4 separate regions of the Mus musculus genome follow, and regions 1, 2 and 3 are each linked to region 4. Evidence: chromatin contacts called from public promoter capture Hi-C data. All regions are on one chromosome and are shown on one strand. Each heading gives the region's core, a stretch centred on a gene start, on an enhancer-like site or on the middle of the called end of the contact. The rest is flanking DNA. Distances are from core to core; before and after follow the strand shown.

What was found. Promoter capture Hi-C pulls out the DNA fragments that hold promoters and counts their contacts.
Region 1: a contact with region 4 is called in a promoter capture Hi-C map of liver, with 5 times the contacts expected there. The contact joins the promoter of Fam83g here to the promoter of Alkbh5 in region 4. A contact is called at or near these places in 4 of 39 promoter capture datasets (liver, pre-B cells and stem cell-derived epiblast-like cells), 1 of 484 Hi-C or Micro-C datasets (embryonic stem cells) and 1 of 115 datasets of contacts at active chromatin or transcription factors (embryonic forebrain).
Region 2: a contact with region 4 is called in a promoter capture Hi-C map of liver, with 4 times the contacts expected there. The contact joins the promoter of Jmjd4 here to the promoter of Alkbh5 in region 4. A contact is called at or near these places in 3 of 39 promoter capture datasets (liver and pre-B cells).
Region 3: a promoter capture Hi-C map of pre-B cells shows a contact between it and region 4, with 2.5 times the contacts expected there. The contact joins the promoter of Zfp867 here to the promoter of Alkbh5 in region 4. A contact is called at or near these places in 4 of 39 promoter capture datasets (the C10 cell line, liver and pre-B cells) and 1 of 115 datasets of contacts at active chromatin or transcription factors (kidney).

What each region holds. Positions count from the first base shown.
Region 1 is chr11:61,683,130-61,686,056 of GRCm38.p6, forward strand. Fam83g (family with sequence similarity 83, member G) reads left to right here and starts at 1,281. Exons shown (of 5, transcript NM_178618.3): 1 at 1,281-1,926. The coding sequence starts at 1,405. All of the region lies in intron 9 of Slc5a10 (solute carrier family 5 (sodium/glucose cotransporter), member 10), which reads right to left.
Region 2 is chr11:59,448,667-59,451,563 of GRCm38.p6, forward strand. Jmjd4 (jumonji domain containing 4) reads left to right here and starts at 1,379. Exons shown (of 6, transcript NM_178659.6): 1 at 1,379-1,846; 2 at 2,009-2,174. The coding sequence starts at 1,579. Snap47 (synaptosomal-associated protein, 47) reads right to left here and starts at 1,368. Exons shown (of 5, transcript NM_144521.3): 1 at 1,249-1,368.
Region 3 is chr11:59,471,144-59,474,223 of GRCm38.p6, forward strand. It overlaps Zfp867 (zinc finger protein 867), which reads right to left and starts at 1,331. Exons shown (of 4, transcript NM_178417.3): 1 at 1,198-1,331. The coding sequence starts at 1,224. It also overlaps the pseudogene Gm12263.
Region 4 is chr11:60,535,814-60,539,143 of GRCm38.p6, forward strand. It overlaps Alkbh5 (alkB homolog 5, RNA demethylase), which reads left to right and starts at 1,870. Exons shown (of 4, transcript NM_172943.4): 1 at 1,870-3,330. The coding sequence starts at 2,610.

The DNA.
Region 1 (2,927 bases), core at 31-2,530, 1.1 Mb after region 4:
GTTGAGGGTACAAGACTCACACTCATCACTGCCCCTCTCTGCTCCTTGGGAATGGGAGGTAAGGAGGTGACTCAGGTGCCCGAGGTGGGCAAGAGTGCCAAGCAAGAGCAGGTATGAACCACAGTGTTCACCCAGTGTAAGGCCTGATGAGGACTTTGAGGCTAGAGGTGAAGGGTTTGAGTCTGGGGATCAGTGGTGAGGACTCCAAGGATGCTAACTAGGCTTTGAAGCTTTGAAAGCAGTGAATGCAGGGCAAGGAGGCCTTACTGGAAAATGAACAGTGAGGACATGTCTGGAGGGTACAATGTTGCCATTAGCTTGTCCTCATTAGGTTAAGGCCAGGGTCCACTGGGACTCAAACCAGCTCTATCCTGACCCAGAGATGGTAAGTAGGCTAGAAAGACAGGGCAGTATTGGCCTGGTGTCCTGAAACAAGAAGCTTCAGGAAGGAGCCCTTTGCCAAACTGCACCTGACATCCTGCCCTCAGATAAGGACCTAATGGTCTCCATCACTGGGGAACAGCCAAGAGCTGCGTTTGAGCACAGCTTGGTTCTCTCTACCCTTTTCTGGCGCAGGGTTCAGGCATGTGAGGTGCACCAGGTTCTGCTAGGTGGGATCCCAGCAAGCAGTTGGGCTCAGGACTAATCTGTATCTGGTCTGTGCACATGGAGAGCAAGAGTGTGGAAGCAGTTGGAGCTGGAGCTGGGCCTCGGCCCACGACCCAACCTTCAGTCTACAACTGGACAGCTGAGCATCCCACCCGCAAGACAGAACCGGGCCAGAGATGGACCAGGATCGCCAGCGGGACTGGGGGGCAGAGGAAGACTTCCACGAGGCTTAGAGGCAGCAAATTGTCCAGCCTTGCGCCGTCTGAGGAGATGAATCAGCTTCCGGCTCCGCCCCCGGGGCCGCACGTGACCCCAGGTGAGGGTGGCAGGGTGGGCGGGACCGCCCTTAGTCACCGGCGGTCCAGCCCGGTGCCACCACCAACGCCTGTGGTTCCTCGGGTCGTCCGGTCTGCACGGCGCCACCTGCTTGGTAAGCAAGTCCCTCCTCCGGGTTTGCGAGCCTCACTTGGGCTGGCGTCCCGGCTCTTACTCCGGACTGGGGCGAGGGTCCCCGTCAGCCCCAGCTTATTCCCAGGATTCCGAGAACCTCAGGCGGATCCCAAGACAGAGGCAGAGGACAACCGCGGCCCTGGACGGCTCTGGCTAACCTCGCCACGCCTCGCTCCGCCCACACACTACCCGCCACGCCCCTTCCTTCGCCACGCCCCCGCCCGCCCTCTGACCCCGACCGCGGTCTTTTGCTGATTCCCTCAGGTGCGGTTCTCAGAGGCGCCGAGGCCCCGGAGCCTGAGAGCGCGGTGCCCGTCGGGCCGCGTTCCCACAGCGAGGGCCACCATGGCCTTCTCCCAGGTGCAGTGTCTGGACGACAACCACGTGAACTGGCGATCCAGCGAGTCGAAGCCCGAGTTCTTCTACAGCGAGGAGCAGAGGCTGGCCCTGGAGGCCCTGGTGGCCCGGGGTCGCGACGCCTTCTACGAGGTGCTGAAGCGCGAGAACATCCGCGACTTTCTTTCGGAGCTGGAGCTTTCGCGTATCGTGGAGGCCATCGAGGTGTACGACCCGGGCTCTGAGGACCCGCGGGTCTCGGGCCGCCGCCCCGAACCCCAGGACAACGGAGGCGCGGATGCCAGCGAGGAGACCAGTGCGGCGGGCGGGCCCCCAGCCACGGAGACGCTGCCCTCGCTGGAGTATTGGCCCCAGAAGTCGGACCGCTCCATCCCGCAGCTGGACCTGGGCTGGCCTGACACCATTGCCTACCGAGGTGTGACCCGGGCCAGCGTCTACATGCAGCCACCCATCGACGGGCAGCCGCACATCAAGGAAGTGGTGCGCAAGATGGTCAGCCAGGCGCAGAAGGTGAGGCGCCACGGCGAGACCCCCATTCACCCAGCACGCATGGGCACCGAGACAGCCCCTGGACCTCTGACTGGCCTCTCGGTTGCCTCCTCCGGTGATCAGAAGCTGAATGTCCACTCCCTCTAGCAGGTGGCACTGGGCTTCCAGGCTGAGTGGGCTTCTGTGCCCTCCTGGAGTGTTTCTGAGTTCCCCAAATGCAAACCATGAGCTGTGTGGGAGGAATGCGGCCTTTCTCTCACCCACTCTCCCTTATCTCGTCTCAGACCCAGGAGCAGATAGAAGCTTGCACACATACATGAGCTTGCTGGCAGGGGTCTCGGGAGAGACGTGGAGGCTGGTCTGGAGCCCTGAGGAAATCTGCCTGCTTCCTAGCTGTGCTGTGTGGCTGGTGGTGGTTCTCCAAGCTTTTCTCTGAGTGCTACAGTAGCAGCAGCTGTCCAGGCCAGAGCAGGTGGTACCTATTGAAGGTTTTCACCAGTGGAAGAGGTGAGGGTATTTACTTAGGTTGTGGTTTGCCATCAAGAGGCTCTTCAGGCCTTGTGTGGATTCCCTTAGCTGACAGCCGTTGACTGGGCTGCACAGTGCCCGGCTTTGGGTGACTGCTCCATACTGACACACACACATCTTGAGAAGCTGTGTACAATGCTTGTACAGACAGTCAAACCATAGCTGGGTGGCCATGAATGAGCAGAGGTGTGCCTGATTTGACAGGCAAGGTAGCCCAGCAAGTTGCGATATATCTAGAGCAGGTCTGTCTTCAGGTGGTAGTGAGAGTGTTCCTACCTGGGTCTGACCCCTTCACTGTCCGGGTCCAGAATGAGGCAGTCAGTGTACAAGGCCAGGTGTCTACCCTGGGGACTGATCTGGCTGACAGGGCCTGGGGAGCTCTTGGGCAGAGACCAAAAGTGGGTCAGTAGCTGAGGTGGCTCAGCTTTCCCCCAGAGTCGAGGCTCTGTCCATGGGGCCACTAACTGAGGGTTTCTAGTCTGTAGGTACACTTT
Region 2 (2,897 bases), core at 129-2,628, 1.1 Mb before region 4:
CCTAGAAAGCAGGGTTCCAGAGGTCCTCCTTGGTTTGGAGTTCCCCTAGAAGCTCGTATTACTCAGAAAACCACCAACTTCTAAGAAGAACCAGCCCTCACCTCCCTAAGCACATAGGATCCTCTGAATGGGTCTTCTAGGGATGCTGTGGACATGACTGATGAGACACTGACCACTGATGACCCACTCAACCTTTAGCCCTAGAAGCTGAGGGCTGGGTTCAAAGTCCCCACCCTCTGATCCTACTCAGGTCTTTCAGTGAGCCATTCCATCTGGAATCTACCCTACTGGCTGTTGGATGGTGTTGGACTCATTAGCATGCAAAATGGCATTTATCAACTCAACCTGTCCAGGAATTTTAAGAATTGTAGGCCAATTGTAGGAGGAGATTTTAAAAAATCTAAAATGGTGTTTCCAAATATAACATGCTGCCAATGCAGGAAAAGAGGGAAGAGAGGGAGGGGGTAACAGGGATAAAATGTATAAACACATGCATACCTGGAAAAAACTGGCTCAATACCAGAGTTAGTGATTACACGTGAATGGAATTCTGGGTGCGTTGGGGTTTTATTGTTGTTGTTATTGTAACCTGGCTTTTTTTCTTTTGGAGCTAAGTCATGATTTGTGGTTCATTTTGGCTTAGAACCTCGGAACCTTTCCGTTTCAGCATCCCCAATACTGGGATTATAGGCGTGCACCACGAGTCCTGGCATCGATGTTTCTCGTCACTTGAATTTCTCTATGAGCTGTCATCTCTACCATGACCTAGCCGCAACACAGCTCCAGACAAGCGTCACGATAAAGGCCACAACAGGCGAGTTTGGCCAAACAACCCTCCTCCGCCTCGTTTCTATCCTTCCCCTCTTCCCAATGCATACATACCTCTCTACCTGAACCTCAGCATCTCCCCCCCCCCGCCCCCCAAAAAAGCTCATTTTCTCCTTTTAATTTTTCCTCGTTCTATTTCTAAGGAAACATCACAATCCTTTAAAAGGTTCCTCCACAATCTATCCAAGACACTCGGGAACATCACCCCCACCCCCCACCCCGCCGCCCAACCCCGCCGCCCCACCCCCACCCGCCGCCCCACCCCCACCCCGCCGCCCCACCCCCCGCGGATCCTGACCGCCCGCTCTGCGCCCCAGCATCCTCTCAGGACCCAGTCATCCTTTGAGGTTTGAGACTGATGTTCATCTCCTGTGTCGGTGGCGGGCTCCGGTACTGGCTAGCTGCGCGGTAGCAGCTCACCTGAGGCAAGAGGAGCACGCAGAAGACGCAATGGCACGCTCCACTGGACCACCAGACAGAGACGCCAGCAGCTGGGGAGCAGGTCAGCCACTCGGCGAGCGCTTGTACGCCTGCGCGAGAGGGCGGGGCCGCGTAGGCGCGCACGCGCACACCCTGGGAGCCCCAAGGCCCGCGTTCCTGCTGGAATGTCGCACCTGTGGCTTTTCGTTCCGGGCTCTTTCTCTGTGGTTACCACTCCGAGCTGATTTTAGGGGGTTTCTCAGCCTCCGGTCCCTATTTGGGGTGTAGCGAGAAGCCGGACTGGGCCTCTGGGGTCAGGTTTCCCGGTGGATGGATCGGGAGACACGCACCTTTGCCGAGCGGTACTACCGGGACCTCCGAGACCCAGTCCCTAGCGGCGGTGGCGGCCCCACACCCAGCGGCGTGACCTTCATTCAGACCCCGAACGCCTTCTCCTATGCTGACTTCGTGAAGGGCTTCCTGCTGCCTAACCTGCCCTGCGTGTTTTCTAGCGCCTTCACCGAGGGCTGGGGCAGCAGGCGGCGCTGGGTGACCTCGGAGGGAAAGCCTGACTTCGAGTATCTGCAGCAGAAGTATGGTAGGAGGGCGCAGACGGGAGGTATAGACCCCGGCATGGGAGGGCGGCCGGGGCCGGACAGACTAGTGGAGTCTGGATAATTCGGCCAGAGGGTGGCCGGACCCCAAGATGGTGAACTACGTGTATGACTCTGCCATTTCTGTGCTGACTCTCTCGCTGCAGGAGACGCGGTTGTACCGGTTGCCAACTGTGGAGTGCGAGAATACAATTCAAACCCCAAGGAGCACATGTCCTTCCGCGACTATATCAGTTACTGGAAGGACTACATCCAAGGGAGTTACTCCTCTTCGCGGGGCTGCCTCTACCTCAAGGACTGGCATCTGTGCAGGTAATAAGACAGGACGGCGCATGGCCATTGGGCACTTACCCTAAGCAGCTAGTGCAGCCAGTCCAGGTGGAGCACGCCCACTGCACTCAGAGGGGCTACCTCTACAGCAGAGTTCTAATGTGTATCACAGAACTGATGCGAAGATGTGGGGAGATCAACATAGCGAGCCAGGTAGACTATTATGGGGAAGGTAAGTCTTTCGTACATCTTGTATGGGTACAGGCGGCCTGGTGTCTCCTTCCTCTTCTGTATTTTTGAGCTGGTATCTCAGATCCTCTGGGGCTGTCCTCTCTGCAACCCCACTGAGAGGACGCTTGTTCCTTCTACGATTGCTCTGGGGATTCTTGCCATCCCCTGGGCCATTCTAAGCTCTCTAAAGGGACAAGTGACCTTTCCGCAACCACTCTTGTCCCACTTTGGAAACCCCTTTACTCTTTAAAGACACATTCAATACTCTCCCTTATCAGCTTCCACTTTTCTCACACAGCATCTTGTGACAGCTTTACTTAGGAGATTTTTGACGTCTTGCTGGAGCAAGAATGCATTGCAGTCAGTAGAAACTACTTCAAAATTTGAATTATGGTGTCTTCCCAGGCTAGCTATATATGGTCTGTTCATCTCCCACCCTTCTCTCTCAATGATGGACAGGGTCAAGAAGCCATAACCTCCATCTAAACCCCCGGATCTACTAAAATGATCACACCTTTACAGTGTGCTCTGTTG
Region 3 (3,080 bases), core at 81-2,580, 1.1 Mb before region 4:
CTGCTGTCTAAGTGGATGATGAAAGGTCAACTTTAGGCTAGGACATATGGCAGCTATAAGAAATTTGTCAGCATCTGGCAGTTCTGAACCTGGGACCATTACTAATAGGAAATGAAAAAGATATTGTGTCAATTTCTATTTATTTAGCAACGAAAATAAACAGTAATGGTTGTCACTTTTAAAACCTTTTACAGTAGAAGTTGGCATTTGAAAATACTGGTACTGAAACTGTTGGGGGCGGGGGGCACTGCAGAGATGGCTCAGTGGTTAAGAGCATTTGTTGCTCTTGAAGAAAGCTGGATGGAGTTCAGTTTCCAGCAACCACTTTGGGGCAGCTCATAACCGCCCATACCTTTAGCTCCAGGGAATCTGACACCGTCTTCTGACTTCCTCAGACACCCACACACGTGTGTGTATCCACATACAGCCACAAATAAAGGCGGGATGACCGCCTGGCATCCCGGCCTTCACTCTGCCGCTGAGGGCACAGAGATAAGTTATGGTCCTTAACCTGCAGTCACCCAGGATTCATGGAAGGACAGCCCTTCACAGAAGCAGGAGCTATCTCCAGAGAAACACCTAGTCCCCTTCAGGTCTCAAATGAGCGGAGACAAAGATGGGCGGGGCCCACCTTACATTAGGCTGCTGTGTTTAAGCTTTTTTTTTTTTTGGTCTGGCCTTCCTCTATTTAAGCCTAAAGCTCCTGTCCAAAGATCAATTGGGGTAGGAGTGTCCTAGACCCTTCATCTGTCCCGCTTCTACGGTGCCCGCACTGACGAAATCTCTCTCGGCTTTTTCCTACTAACCAACCATCGATGTCCTGAGACTAGCGGGGGGACGGCCCTAAAGACTGGAATTTTGGGACTTCACTGTGAACACGGGGGCGTGGGACAGGCAGGCGAAGAGTAAATAGATTGAGACCCCACTTTCCAAGACTCGGGAAAGCCCAGCCATGGCTGAAGGGCGGGAACCCACAACCAAGAAGCCAGCGTCCCAAGTCCTAAGGTGGGTCGGCCATGACGCCCCAAGTCCTGAGGTGAGTCGGTCAGGCCGCCGCGAGGGCAGATGGGAAGCGAGGGGACCCAGGACACCCAGGACACCGGACAGCACCGGGATCGGGCCGCAGACACCAGCTACGGAGGCCTTCCCTGCGGCTGGTACTGGTTGGCTGTAGCCAGCGTCGGCCGGAACGCTCACCATTTCCGAATTTCTGCTGTCCCGCATCGTCGTCGTCTGCACCTCATAAGGACGCTAGCTACAGCGGAGCCACCATACACAACTGTGAGCCAGACATAGAACCTGAAGAAACGGAACCTGAACAAGAACTAAACAGTGAAAAGAACCAAACACCGCGAGAGTAAAGCATCCTGCCCCGCCCCTCCGCTCGAGCTGCGGCCTGATTGGACAATTCCACTCTGATAGACGAAGGGTTTGGACACGCCCCCAATCCTTGAGTGATTAGGGATGTAATCTAACCTTTGACAGAGAGATACTTACGGGACAAGATTTGTTTGCACTCTAGCAATGGCCCTGCCAGGACAGGACACACTTGTACTTTACCTACAGAAACATATCCATGGAACAATAACATATAGATAGATAGATAGAGAGAGAGATAGAGATAGAGATAGATAGATAGATAGATAGATAGATAGATAGATAGATAGATAGATATACACATATACATACACACACACACATATGCTATTTACAACTGGAAATTCCTAACATGACAATTATTTGAAATTTTTATTGTGAATACATTGAGACAGGGAGGGTCTCGTGTAGCTTGCCTCAAATACAGTTCAGGCCAGCCTTGAACCCCCGGATCTGCTTGCCTCCATCTTTGGAGTGCTAGAAGGACATGTGTGCTATTATGCATCACTGGGGATCCTGCTAAGGACTTCTTGTATTCTAAACAAGGACTCTGCCAACTGAGCCAGAGCCCTCATTTTTAAAAATTTAGATGTCATAATCTTCCTAGCTTGAGGACTGTAATGGCTATTGTTGGTTGTCACCTTGGCTACGTCTAGAATCAACTAAAACCCGAGAGGCTGGGAATGCTTGTGAGCGATTTTTCTTGACTGGATCATCTGAGGTTAGAGGACCTACTCTAACCCTGAAGCACACCTTCATGACAGGCTATATGATGCAATGTGGAAGAAGGAAGCTCCTGCTCCTTACCTGCTTGTCTCCCCTCCCATTGGCAAGTCTGTCTCCCCTGCCACCAAAGCATGCCTTTGCTGCTATTAGAATCTACTTCTTTAGGGTTCCAGTGTCTACTGAGGACCAACAGAGACATCCGTCCCCATGGGTTGCCCACAGCTCTCTGTTGGGGGACAGCTAGTATCGAACTAGCTGAACCACAGCCTGTAAAGCACTCTAATAAATTATATATATACTATCAGCTCTGTTCATCTAGAGAGCTCTGGCCAAAACAAGGAGCTAGCCTGAGCTTTAAAAGGGAAGGCACTCCTCTAAGATAGCAATGTTGAATAGAAGTTTTGTTTGTTTGGTTTTTTTTTTTTTTTTTTTTTTTTTTTGGTTTTTCGAGACAGGGTTTCTCTGTGTAATGTTGGCTGTCCTGGAACTCACTCTGTAGACCAGGCTGGCCTTGAACTCAGAAATCCGCCTGCCTCTGCCTCCCAAGTGCTGGGACTAAAGGCATGCGCCCCCACTGCCCAGCTTCGAATAGAAGTTAATGAAGGGCCACATCTATAATTTTTTTTTAAAGGGTGAAGCACTCCAATGCCAATTTATTTTAATCGGGCTCTGTGTTATCTATGGTTTGCCTCTTTCCCTTATAATCGCACAACCTTTGAAAATTACATAAGTTGTAATGATCTAATACTATTAATAGCCATTCAGAAAAAAAAGTCCCCTCCCGCCCAACAACCATCCAGGGGAAATTTAAAGTCCTCATTAGAGGCCAGCTCAACACGGCCTCTACCCTGGTAGAAATAAAAATAAAAAAGATGAGGAGAAAACAAATCGGCTAAGAGGTGTGTTGCCAGTGTCTTTCAGGAGTGGGGCCCTGGCTGTTGCCTGGGTGGTGAAAGGCAGAGCCTGCAGCCTGCAGG
Region 4 (3,330 bases), core at 620-3,119:
AATTATGAAATTGCTGCTGGAGTGCGGACAGTATTGGACTTGTGCAAGTGGCCTTGTGAAGTTCAACCCAGGCAGCCTGGCTTTTTCCCCACAGGATCTGGGCTTGACTAAAAAGCACAGTCAAGGAGAAAACACCCTGGGATTGGAGAGTTCAACCTATGGGATAGTCGCTTAAAAAAAAAAAAATCTTTTTCTGAGGCAGTCTATGTAGCCCTGGCTGGCCCTGAACTCCTGAGGTACATACACACACACACACAAAACTTAGTGCTGGGTTTAAAGGTGTGCACCGTACCCAAAGAGGGTCATTTTTGCCTGGGTGAGCAGAGCTGGGGACCTTAGCTATTAGGTGCATCTGGGTGCAGTGGTAAAGAGCTCCCGCCATGAAAGGCAGATCAGAGGCTTAGAGAGCTGGGCTCCTGAAAAGCTTCAATCTGCCCAGGCAAACTGCTCAGGTAAGAGACCCACCAGGTGTTCACACAGTACAGACCGGGCTCAAGTCCAGTTCAGCTGGCTTTGCCCTTCAGTCCATCTTCTACCTGCAGCTGCCCTTCCACCCTCTCTCTGTCACCTGGGCCCAAGGGGCTGCCCCGGGAATCCCCAGACCCATTTCCCTTTTGTCTGCCTGCTGTTTGGGAGAGAGGGTGGCCTGGATTCCCTAATTTCTTGGCTTTCCACTCCACAAACTTTTCCAAGTTACCACACAGTCCCCACTTTCCAACAGAGACTGCTGCCACCCTCAGTTTTCAGATTAGAAGACTGAGGTCTGGATGCTGTATCAGCAATCCTTCTGCTGCGTCATTCCATCCTCACAACCACCGTTCGAGGTAAGTACTGGTTCCTGGTTTTACACACCAGACTCTGGGATGCCTGGAAGACAAGGGGTGAGCTGTGTGACAGACACTGTAGATGGACAGGCATTACAGATGACAGACAGCATGGACAGCCAGGAGGGGCGGCGATATATGAAAATCTGACGGAGTATCAAAGACTGGAAAAGGGACTGGGAACCAGAAAAGGAAGCTGGAATTCATCTTGGGGAGGTTCAGAGCAGAACCTCTTTGCTATTCCTATTTGCTGGAGTGCCCAGGGACCTCCAGCACGGCTAAACCTTTGTTCAGGCTTTCTCCTCCGCTTCAGGATTTTTTATTGTTTGGGTTTGTTGTAGTTGTTTTGAGACAGAGGCTCGCTGTGTAGCCTAGGTTGGCATCCAATTTGTGAGCTATCCTCCAACCAGTCTCCAGAGTGCTGAGACGCATTTACCATCCCACTGTGCAATTTATTTATTTTCTGTCTGAAGAATATTTCCAATTTGGACCGATCCGTGGTAAATCTGCGCCCTTCAGACAGGAAAGCCTTTTTGTCGCCCCCTATAACAACGCCCAACCCCAGTAGGAACGTGACGTGCCCGTGCGCGTGCCCGCGGCTGCGCGACCCGTGGGCAGTCCCGGGACGTGACTTGTGGAACGTCCGCTTCGGGAAGCGATGGCGGCGGGAATGGGGTGTGGGTGCCCGGACCGCGCGCCTCCAGCTTTTGTTGTCCTGGCTTGCTCCACAGTTTGGGCCTGATGCTCTCCTGCCCGTAATTTTAACTTTCCACTGTTTCCGAAGCTTCACCGGAGTCCTGAGGGCTTTTCGTCGCCGAGAACTCCATTCAGGCACTTACTTAGCCACCCATTCACTCTTCAGGGGTCCTCGAGCTTCTGCCCGAAGCTAATTAAGTGATGGACGCAGTAGCCAAGGAGACTAGTTGATTGACAAGCATGATTTACCAACCGACTCTGGAAACTCCAGTCCGTGTTTGCCCAACGCGTGGCCGGCAGTCCAATTAAGAAAGTGGAAGCTCCAAAGGGGGCGGTCACGGGGCGGACTGGGTTGTGGCGATTCCCGAGGATTTGTGCGCTGGAAGCTGAGGCGTCTGCGGGCATCCGCACGATGCCGTGACGCGGCAGCGCTGTCCAGTGGACACCGCGAGCACACTCCGGCGGGTGGAGTCCCTCGGCCCCGGAGGCGGCTTGGCGTGCAGGCAAATTGTTGTTTTCGGGAGCTGTTCTCGAAGCTTTCCGCGGGTGGGGGGAGGGGCGGCGGCCGACGAGCGGGCCTCGTCTGCGCATGCGCCGGCCTCTCCGCCGACTGGGCGGCACGCACGCGCATGCTCAAAGTACGTGGAGTCTCGTGGCCGCCGGCAGTGCGCACGCGCGTCGAGAAGCCCGCTAAGGAGCGGCGCTGTCGGAGGTCGGGCGGGCTGGCGGTGACGTCGTGAGGAGAGCTTTAAAGTGCGGGCCGGGCCGGGCGTCTGAGGGTCCGACCGGGAGTCTGGCGGAGTCTTGGCCGAAGCCCTCCGCGGCATGAGGCGCTGCCGGCGCCTTTTTCCCTCAGGACGCGGAGAAGGTGGAGGAGGAGGAAGCCCCGCTGTAGCTGGTGCTGCATGACCGACCGCGGCTGAGGTTCGACCCCTTCCCGGCCCCTCTACGCCTACCCCTTTGGTCCCTTGAGCCACGCATGGGGGCCTGGCACTGAGGACCCTCGCTTCCCTTTCGGGTCCCTTTCGGGTCCCCTGAGAGCCATGCCGGACCGCCGCGGAGGACCCTAGAGTTGAGTTGGCGGGGGCCATGGCGGCCGCCAGCGGCTACACCGACCTGCGGGAGAAGCTCAAGTCCATGACGTCCCGGGACAACTACAAGGCGGGCAGTCGGGAGGCCGCCGCCGCTGCGGCCGCCGCCGTGGCTGCCGCTGCCGCTGCCGCGGCCGCCGCTGAGCCTTACCCGGCGTCCGGGACCACCAAGCGGAAATACCAGGAGGACTCGGACCCCGAGCGCAGCGACTACGAGGAGCATCAGTTGCAGAAGGAGGAAGAGGCGCGCAAGGTGAAGAGCGGCATCCGGCAGATCCGGCTCTTCAGTCAGGATGAGTGCTCCAAGATCGAGGCCCGCATCGATGAGGTGGTGTCCCGCGCCGAGAAGGGCCTGTACAACGAGCACACGGTGGACCGGGCCCCCCTGCGCAACAAGTACTTCTTCGGCGAGGGCTACACGTACGGGGCCCAGCTGCAGAAGCGCGGGCCGGGCCAGGAGCGCCTCTACCCGCCGGGCGACGTCGACGAGATCCCGGACTGGGTGCATCAGCTGGTGATCCAGAAGCTGGTGGAGCACCGCGTCATCCCCGAGGGCTTCGTCAACAGCGCGGTCATCAACGACTACCAGCCCGGCGGCTGCATCGTGTCCCACGTTGACCCCATCCACATCTTCGAGCGCCCCATCGTGTCCGTGTCTTTCTTCAGCGACTCGGCACTTTGCTTCGGCTGCAAGTTCCAGTTCAAGCCCATCCGGGTGT